Regions from separate parts of the Mus musculus genome. Here all the other regions are linked to region 2. A link is a contact called in public HiChIP or PLAC-seq and capture Hi-C data. All regions are on one chromosome and are shown on one strand. Each heading gives the region's core, a stretch centred on a gene start, on an enhancer-like site or on the middle of the called end of the contact. The rest is flanking DNA. Distances are from core to core; before and after follow the strand shown.

Region 1 (3,094 bases), core at 268-2,767, 390 kb after region 2:
GTTCTGCACTCAGCCCCACCAGCTCATCAGTAGGGATCACACCAGGGGGCTCCTTGCTGTTTTAAAGCTAAAGGATGAGAGAAAATTAGCAAGAAATGTGAGGGAAGAGAATAATCACAAAGAGTTATCCCTTGGCTGTAACATAATATCTTTGTCTTGGTCACGCCTTTCTTTAAACTGCATTTGAGTCAACACTGACAGGCTAAGCTCCCCCGCACAGGGCACTTGTGTCAGTTACTCCTCAGTCCACAGCCATTTTCCCACTGTTTACCATAGTCCATGCTCGGCCCCAGAGGGACCTCTTCCTTCAGCCAAACTGCCCCATCTGCAGTTGCTCTAACAGTCTTTGCTTCTGGATATACTCATTCATCACACACAGGAACCACTTCTTGCCCTCTCTCTCAATGTCAAAACTTGACTTCATTCTGAAGGCTCGGATTACATCTTACATCATCCTTGGGGCCAGGAGGGGCTCAGCTGGAAATCATTGACTTTGTACCATGCTCGAAGTCTACGCTCTCATCTGGTCCTATGCACTCCTCATCGTGGTTAATTCTCAGAGCTCAGCAAAGGTTTCAAAGAGTCCTGAAGTAGCACCACCACCTTGAATTTCTTAGCTCCATGCACCCCGAAAGCAATGCTCACTCCATATCACCTCAGCGGTGCCTTTCATGGCAGAGTCCAGTGGTGTTTAGGGTTAATTATGATAAAAATGGGACTTTTACTTTTACTTTTTTTTTTTTTTTACACTTTTACTTTTAACCCCAGTTCAAAATCAAACTACTTTCATCTGGACTTGCTGTTGTTTTGTTTAAGAAGAGAAGGAAGCCAAGGAGCTACCATTGACAGTTTAACTGAGGATCGAGACAGAGGGAAGGGAACAGCCAGCAGGGTTCCCTTTATTACTAAATCTGTAACTGCTGACACCTAATGTGGTTGAAAATAGATAGATAGATAGATAGATAGATGATAGATAGATAGATAGATAGATGATAGATAGATAGATAGATAGATGATAGATAGATAGATAGATGATAGATAGATAGATAGATAGATAGATAGATAGAAAGATAGAAAGAAAGATAGATAGATAGAAAGAAAGAAAGAAAGAAAGAAAGAAAGATAGATAGATAGATGGAAGCCACTGGTTAAATATAAGTGGAGAGACACAAAACATGTTTTGTTCCATTGATAGCCAGGTCATGTGAGTCACCCACACTATGCTATCAATTCGCTGTCCCCACAGCCAGCTCCACAGAAATAGGAAATGGTTTATTCTAGGACAGTGTCAAAACATCCCAAGGAGTAGGGGAAATCTTTACCAACAAAACACTGGCAGCAAGCCTCTCCAGAACCACATCATTTGAAGAAACAGCATGGGGAATGTTGGCAGCTACTCACCAACATCTCCAAGTCAGAAAGGAAAAAGGAAGGCAAACTGACATATGTCATGGTCTGATTCCCCAAAAGGCTCATGTGACAGTTGATGGCACATTTGGAGAAGTTATAAAATTCTTAAGAAATCCTGATGAAGGAACTCCATCACTGGGGGCAGGCTTTGGGGACTTATTTATAACCTTGTCCACTTCCTGCTTCTCCTCTGCTTCCTGTGCAGAGAAGAGGTGAACAGCCATTATGGACTCTCTACAACCATAAGCCAAAATAAATTCTCTTCTCTAAGTTGTTTTTGGTCATGGTGTTTTAACCATGTTAAACAGCAACAAAAAAGGAACTAATACACATGTTCCCAAGATGGGTGCCAATTGCTTTTTTCATACATGTTTAATACAACACAAGTTGTAGAATGGACATCATGAAAAAAAAGAAACAGACGTTAGCAACTGTACTATAATATTATTCTATTTTATAAAGTTTGAAGTTAAAAGACAAGGACGTAACATAGCAGCTTACATTTATGTATTTATGAGTACACACACATACATATGTATGCAACAACGATTAATGGAAAAGGAGGCCATGAATTCGAGAGAGAGAGAGCAAGGATGAGTATATGGGACAGTTTAAGGGTAGGAAATGTAAGGGGAAATTATGTAATTATAATTTCAAAGTTTTTTTAAGAATAAAATAGGAACAAACAAAAATAAAACACAAAAATTAAAGTTGAAAAAAAAACTTTAAAATATCAACTTTAAGGTTCCATATGTTTCAGTTTTACTTTTGAATGACATCACCTCCCACAGTTAGTAAAATCAACACCATGTCCCATGAATTAAGAACCTTGAGTTTCCAGGCCTATTGTAGCTTACAGCTTCATCAAGGGAGACCATGAAGTCACACTTCTGTGAGTGCAGAGCAGTGCTGATTGGGTGAGAGGTCCCTGCAACTGCTGTGGTGTGAAAACATTAGATGTCAGTAGGATTGGTCTACACAGATAGCACAGCAGAGACTTACAGCAGCACAGGCTATCACCTTCCTTATGTGTGTCAACTCCTATCCTGATGAAGCATTTTAGAAAGATTATACATGACCTAAATTTTCTCTTTACCTATTTAACTATAACTCTTCATAAAATAAGGATACACTGTCATTATCAACCTAACACAATTAATTACCCTGGCTTCCCTAAGGTTTTATGTAGCCAGTCCTTGGCTCGGTTTTTTCCAGGTGTCCCTATTTAAATTTCACTTGATTTTCAAACAGAAGTCCACCATCCTGGAAGAGAGCTGATTCTTCTTCCTTAGGCCAGGGTATGGCCTCTGTTGAGTCACTTTTATGCCCATGTGCAACTGGACAGCGCTGATTGGACTCAGTGGGTTATATAAAGGGAAGGAGGATACAAAGTTAGGAGGAGAACATGACTGGGCACAGTATCTGGGAGGAGTTGGAGAAGGAAAGAGAAGAGAGAGGCAGATAAGATCAAAATCCTTGTGTGAAATTCTCCAGGCATAAATGCATACTTTAAAACCTCACATGCATATTCAGTCATCCTTCCTAGAACACCTCTCACAGTGCTTCTGACATCCTAGAACACCACATCTGTACATATCTCAGGGGCACATCCTTAAGAAAACTCAGTGTATTCCACTAAGGAGACTATTTTCACTGTCCTGTCTAACAACACACTCCGTTAGCA
Region 2 (2,882 bases), core at 382-2,881:
ATAGACAATGAGGTTTTGATCAGTCAGACAAGATAACGCATCCAGTGTTTCATTTCTGAGCCACCATGTTTTGTTCTCAGAAAAATTCATTAAATGACCCAGCTGCCTCCAAGTACCCACGCAGAGACACTAGGACTCTATAGCCCCTCTCTAAGCAGTAAAATCTTTAATCACTGGTACCTCTTGTAAATGGCTCTTGGGGCAGGTACTGAAAATTAGCTGTGTGATGTAGGCTGTTTATAAGATATTGGCCAGTTAGGAGTCCTTTCGTGGAGCAGAACATAACACTGACTGTGATATCATAGAGTCATTAATGACAGTAGCGACCAAATAGGTTTGAATGCTCAAGTTCTGTTATCCCGAGTAAACTGTTTTAGTAGGTCAGGTTTCTTCTCATAAATTGTAACACTCTAAAGCATTACATTTTGACTTCTGATGTGCATTTTGGTGCACACAGTTCCCTGTTTTCAGGGGGTTGATCGCTCTCTGAGCCGGTCCCCGATTTCTGATCGACGATAAAGGATCGACGTCTTTAACAGTCTGTGGGGCAATGAACTGGAAGCTTGAACTAAAAAGTTCACTCACTTCCTTTCTTCCTCACTCTCTGAAGGGCGGTGCTGTCTCCTTCATTACTCTCTGGTGGCATATCTTACTCCAACCTAGAGATAGCCTGTGGCTGGCTGTATATGTAAAGCCATTTGTTTTGATAACCAAGAACTAGGAATTTGGAGTCCTGGATCTGCCCCGGACTAATCAAGTGGCCTAAAGTCAGATAGCTAATCTGTCAGAGGCAGACCCAAGTTTCCAAGGAACAAGCAAGCTCAAAGCTCTGGCCTTTTACCAAAGTCCAAATTATTTTCCTTTAAACATAATGTCATAATTTAAATCTATTTCCTAACAGATCTCTTTTACTTCCTGCATCTAGAGTGCCAGGAAAGGACTGAGGAAAATGGCTCATCCCTCGCACCCCCTCTCTCCTTTGCAGGCTGAATGCATGGCTGAGCACAGCGCTCCCTCCCTCCGCTGTAGTGTGTTCAGATGGTATGGGCTGTGAGTGCTCTAGTCAACTCAACCCTGCCTATGGTTCTGCATTACAGCATTGTACTAAACTGCCCTCATTACAAAGCCTAGAAGGCAGAGCCCTTCTTTTCACATCTGTTTGTATTCTGAGGTCCAGTAGAATGTCGGATGCCCACACACTGTCCATCTTCACCGAAAGGTACTATGTGTAGCTTTCTTCCTTCCTGATGAATTGCATTTGCAAGAACCAGCTTGTGTTTGGAGAGCTGAGTTCCAGGAAGTAAGAGAAAGGACAGCTATGAACACCCACCCAGGTCTTACAGTGCACTCATTCCAGTCTGGCAGGGAGTGAAGGCCTTGGAGGGTGGGGGGAGCATTAGCAATTTTAGCAGAGCATAAAAATTGTTCTTTTTCTGCCTGGAAAGGGACTTGTGTCACATGTTAGGGAGACATTGTTGGGGAAAGCTCCTAAATAAGTAGAATTTCAGCCAGTGTGTTCATGAACTTCACCCTCCCTTGGAATGTTTTCGTTTTGCAAGGGGGAAATAGAGGTTGAGTCATTTACACAGCAAATGGGAGCCTCACCAAACAGGAAACCCTGGGAGATGTTTTTTTTTTGCTTCAGTGCCTTCTCAAAGCCCAGTTTATGAGATCTGCAGTGCCGTCAGAGACACACATTCATGTCTGGTATCATTTCTCCCATTCATCAGATGGCGCTGCCAGTTTTCATGACCATGATGAGCGTTCATTGGGTTGCTTATCTACCGAGGACATTGGAGCCTTCTGCTTGCAACAGTAATCCTCTGTGCCTGCTCTGTCTCCTTCCCCACAGTGCATTTCAAACAGCCTTCTAACCTTACACATCCTTTTGTTTGTTTCTGCAAACTGCCTGCTAACTGTCTGATATCATCCTTGGAACCAAGGCTGAGTGACAAGTCTAAGTGCAGGCACGATTTTGGTCCCGGACAGCAGAGGGCAGTGTTGAGCCAGGAAACAAGGTGACCTGCCTTTGCTTCTGGGTCTGCTTTTGTAGTTCATACATAAACTCTTGGTGATGCATTTTTATATGCATCACTGTATGTTAAATAACTCAAAAGCTGAAGGCATAATGCTTGTTTTAATATGACCATTCTCTCCCATCAGAGGATCTTCAGCATAAACTCATTGTAATAAATGCTTTCCACACTGGGCAGGACATCAAGAAGACAGTTCATTTTGCCATAAGTCGAAACATCTGCTAACCTATTCTTCACTTTCTGTTTTCTTCTGGAATTCATCTATACATGTAGTGGTATATTCACATGCAGGGGCTGGCTTGGGCATCCTTCTGCAGGGGACATCTGCCGGTATTCCTATGATGGAAGCTACTGTGGTCATGCCAACAGACCTGTTATTTATAACCTGGTCACCCACAGGTCTTCTGGGTGGGAATTTACCTTCCTATTAAAGACATTATCACATTTTTTAGGAGAACAGTAGAATGCCAGTTCTAATGGGCTTATGTCATCATATAAGCTACTGATTAGGTCTTTAGCATTGCGAGGAATTTCTATTTGTAAAAACCCCATGTTTGGAGTTTGGAGTTTCTCACAAGGTCATTGTTATCATTTAAACTTATGAGGATTTTATTTTTACTTAAAATATTTTTCTTTTATTTTATAATAATAAATGGCATCATGAATCTCTTTCAAAGTTAAACAAAATGTGTTTATAAGTGGACTATTGTTTTCAGCCAGGTTATATAATGATGAGCGCATGCGCGCGCGCGCGCGCGCGCACACACACACACACACACACACACACACACACACACACACACACGTATGTACGTACGTCAGGAAGAAAGGGAGAGGGAAAAATGG
Region 3 (3,132 bases), core at 184-2,683, 430 kb after region 2:
CTTCTAGTCAGCTCTCTGAAGACATTCCCCAAAGGGCCTGGCAGTCTCACTACTGTTTCAGAGATACAGGCTAGCTCCGGATTCTTCCTGTGTCTTTAGAAGGGAGCAGTCACAACACGAAGCTGTCACATGCATCACACTTGTTCCAGGTCACTGTGGCTCTGGCAGAGAGGCTAGAATTCCGTGTTAAGAGCCAGAAAATAAAGTTGTATATGTCTGGAGTCTCCTCAGGACACCAGCACTTACTCATCAACCTCAAGGTAGAAACAGCAGTGAGTAATCCCTCAGGGAGAACCCTGGGGCTGCCACCTCCCAAAGAGGAAGTGTGTCCCAGCAGGAAATGGTCATTGAACAAGCACTGCTTCTGCTCCATCTGTGTACTGCCAAGGTGCTATGAAGCTTAATATTACATCTCCCTTCACAATTTTAATAATTATCTCAATGAGTAGACTAAAATTTAGAAATTTAAATCTTTATTTAAAAAAAAAAAAGAAGTTCAATCCCCAAATTTTCCAGGAAGAAAAAAACAAAACAACAAAAACTTACTTTTCCTAAATTGCTGTAGCTGTACTCTTTGAACTTGACAGCCTTATAAAGCAGGAGTCAAATAGAAGACTCTATGAGAGCTACGGATGCTTTCATAGTAAGTCAATAGGAGTCAGTTTATTACCCCACCCAGTTAGTAAAATAATAGCAGAAATAGATGATGATCACTGCAGAGTCCCACAACTGATAGAGGTGCAGAGAATAGCAGACTTTGGAACACTCATCCCTAAATACTACATCGGTATCACACCCTCCTGCCAAGGCTGGGGGATTACTGCAGAAGAGAAAGCATAGCCAGGGGCAGAGGACGACTACAAGTCAACAGTGCTTTCCGGAAATGGGCATTTGTTTAACATGTCTCTCCACTTCCACATTCTGTTTTACCTGAGATATGAACTGCATCCATCTTGTTAATTTTTGTGTCCCTAACTGGCTGACATGAGCCTAGGATGAACATCTATTAAATGAAGGAATGACTACTCTGTCCCAATTCTTTCTCTCTACAAGTATGGGGATCCCTCTACATACCTAAGAAGTATAAGTGCTACAAACTGTAGCGAGATCTCTGCTTACCTTATAAATAAGGAAGTAAGGCTTCTTTGAGGGTCATTTAGAAATATTTCAAAGAAGGCTAAATAAAAACAAAACAAAACTGTACTGAACATGTGGGAAGGCCCTTGAGGGTGGTAGCCATGCCCTTGTGACTGCAGGGGATACTAGGAGATGCTGAGGTAAGATATACCAGCCTTAGGCCTTACAGGGATAGTCAAGTATGGGGGAGGACACTTAATAAGAGATCAACAAATAGGGCTGGTTCCCATTAGAGAACTTTCACTAGCATGGTCCAGGAATCCTAAACTGCCAGTCTGGAATGCTGTAATCTAATACCATAGAACTTCAGCCTGGAGGCCTGTGGCCTGAGCCTTGGACCAGGACTGAACTATGCAGCCAGCACTTCCCTTATTTGCATGGCAGAGATTGCACAACTAAAAATTACATGGGTGCAGGTAAAGTACCCAGCCAGCCTGGACTGCCCTTCTCAGGACAGAGATTACAGGCCAGGAAAGGGCACACAAAGAAACTCACCCTAAGTCAACTAGTCTCCTAAATGGAGGAAGCCCAACCGATCCATCACCCCAGCTAACAGCCCCCCATGCTGTCGGTGGGACTGAAGTCCCTGCCTGGACCACTTCCTTCTTGAACTGTATACCATAAGTTACTTTTTCTGTGATGGTTCAAAGAGTGAATTCCTCCACTGCCTGACAGTTCCTTCCCAACTACTGGCTGCTCAACTCAGTTCAGTACAAGGCTTCTTTTACTTTATTCCAAAGCAATGGGGAACTTTGGGGCAGTGGTAAACAAAGGGGGAAGGGGGGAGAGGTACTTCATCAGGTAAAATGTCTAAGCCATCATGTCAGCCATCATTTGTAGAATGAGTGGGAAGAAGACAAACAGATCTGAGGAACAGTACAGAAGAGGATACTGGGGCTGCTACACACCATTTGACCGATTGAAGAGTAAAAGGCTTTTGGGGAGGTGGGGGCTGAGCATATGTGGACATGCTCACTTGAGAGGTCTATAATGTTTTTTCATTATACCCTGGGTCCAGCCTGTCTTCTGCATGTTCCTGGTGAAGCCACATGCCATTCTGGGCACTGTGTGATGGGTCATGTCTTTGTCCTTTAGCGTATCACATTGCTCACTACTGATTACATACTACCTGCTTCCTGTCGGCCTCTGAATTTTAACTCCATTCTCTCTGGTCCTATGAACGGAACCCCCGCCATGCCTGCTGCACACTGCACAATGGTGACTCAATACAGACTTCCTTAATAGAGCTAAGCCTTAACTGCCAAAGGTTCTACCCTGCAGAACACAAAACTACCTTGCCTTCCTGCTGGTAGGTATCTCCCTAGCAGACATAAAGAAATCGTCCTTCCGAGCTCACAGGGATGCCAGCACAACTACATTCTGAGATACTGGTAATGTCCTAATGCACAAATGAAGTGTCCGATGGGATGGAGGGAAGGGCAAGGCTGCCAAGACCCCTGCTGGGAAAATAAGATCAGTTGCTGTCATTTCTTCAATTGTCTTTCTCCACCTATGAAACAAACTCACATGGATTTGCCCTTAAGAAAATGTCTGCTTCTATTCTGGCCTATCCATCACAAATGGCCATTGTCCAGTCTTCCCCAGTGCATCCCAGAACACTCAGTTGTGAAGTTCATTCAGTTTCTAAAGAACAAGAAGAGAACAGAAGATCCAGCTATTGTTTATCTGTTAGGAATCAGATTGCTCCAGATACAAAGACTTGCAGTGAGAATGCTGTGGCTGCAGTCAGGGTGCTGCTCTGAAGTGGAGGAAACTACAAACCATAGAGGACAAGCAAGGGAAGAATAGGCATGCTGCAAGTTCCATTGGTTTGCCACATCCGTACCTTTGCCGCCAGTCGACACTCCATCACCCTGACATTGAAATGTGAAGTGGCCGCCTTGTTCATTTCCATGCAGCTGTTGGCAATCACAAAGACTGCCCCACTGGGGAGCTTCACATTAGTCGCTCTCAGAGGGCTAAATTCTATTAACT

The links. HiChIP or PLAC-seq counts read pairs in DNA pulled down with a chosen protein or histone mark. Capture Hi-C pulls out chosen DNA fragments and counts their contacts.
Region 1: an H3K4me3 HiChIP or PLAC-seq map of bone marrow-derived macrophages shows a contact between it and region 2, with 9 times the contacts expected there. The contact joins two enhancer-like sites. A contact is called at or near these places in 1 of 484 Hi-C or Micro-C datasets (bone marrow-derived macrophages), 2 of 115 datasets of contacts at active chromatin or transcription factors (bone marrow-derived macrophages and heart atrium) and 1 of 9 other capture datasets (embryonic stem cells).
Region 3: a contact with region 2 is called in a capture Hi-C map of embryonic stem cells, with 7 times the contacts expected there. The contact joins two enhancer-like sites. A contact is called at or near these places in 1 of 15 datasets of contacts at CTCF or cohesin (large pre-B cells), 10 of 484 Hi-C or Micro-C datasets (the 3T3-L1 cell line, bone marrow-derived macrophages, embryonic stem cells and 1 more), 2 of 115 datasets of contacts at active chromatin or transcription factors (the NIH/3T3 cell line and vascular smooth muscle cells) and 1 of 9 other capture datasets (embryonic stem cells).

Annotation. Positions count from the first base shown.
Region 1 is chr2:125,970,679-125,973,772 of GRCm38.p6, reverse strand. The region is part of intron 8 of Galk2 (galactokinase 2); the gene reads right to left. Among named protein-coding and RNA genes, the nearest start is that of Fgf7, 62 kb to the left of the region's middle. Within about 2 kb of position 1,517, at least 32 of the 459 cell types and tissues checked have an H3K27ac peak or open chromatin away from gene starts, as enhancers often do. A contact at or near this core is called in bone marrow-derived macrophages, where this site is marked.
Region 2 is chr2:126,362,315-126,365,196 of GRCm38.p6, reverse strand. The region is part of intron 20 of Atp8b4 (ATPase, class I, type 8B, member 4); the gene reads left to right. Among named protein-coding and RNA genes, the nearest start is that of Atp8b4, 130 kb to the left of the region's middle. Within about 2 kb of position 1,631, at least 63 of the 459 cell types and tissues checked have an H3K27ac peak or open chromatin away from gene starts, as enhancers often do. A contact at or near this core is called in the NIH/3T3 cell line and bone marrow-derived macrophages, where this site is marked.
Region 3 is chr2:125,931,257-125,934,388 of GRCm38.p6, reverse strand. Galk2 (galactokinase 2) reads right to left here. Exons shown (of 10, transcript NM_001291002.1): 7 at 2,984-3,132. Among named protein-coding and RNA genes, the nearest start is that of Galk2, 67 kb to the right of the region's middle. Within about 2 kb of position 1,433, at least 43 of the 459 cell types and tissues checked have an H3K27ac peak or open chromatin away from gene starts, as enhancers often do. A contact at or near this core is called in the NIH/3T3 cell line, where this site is marked.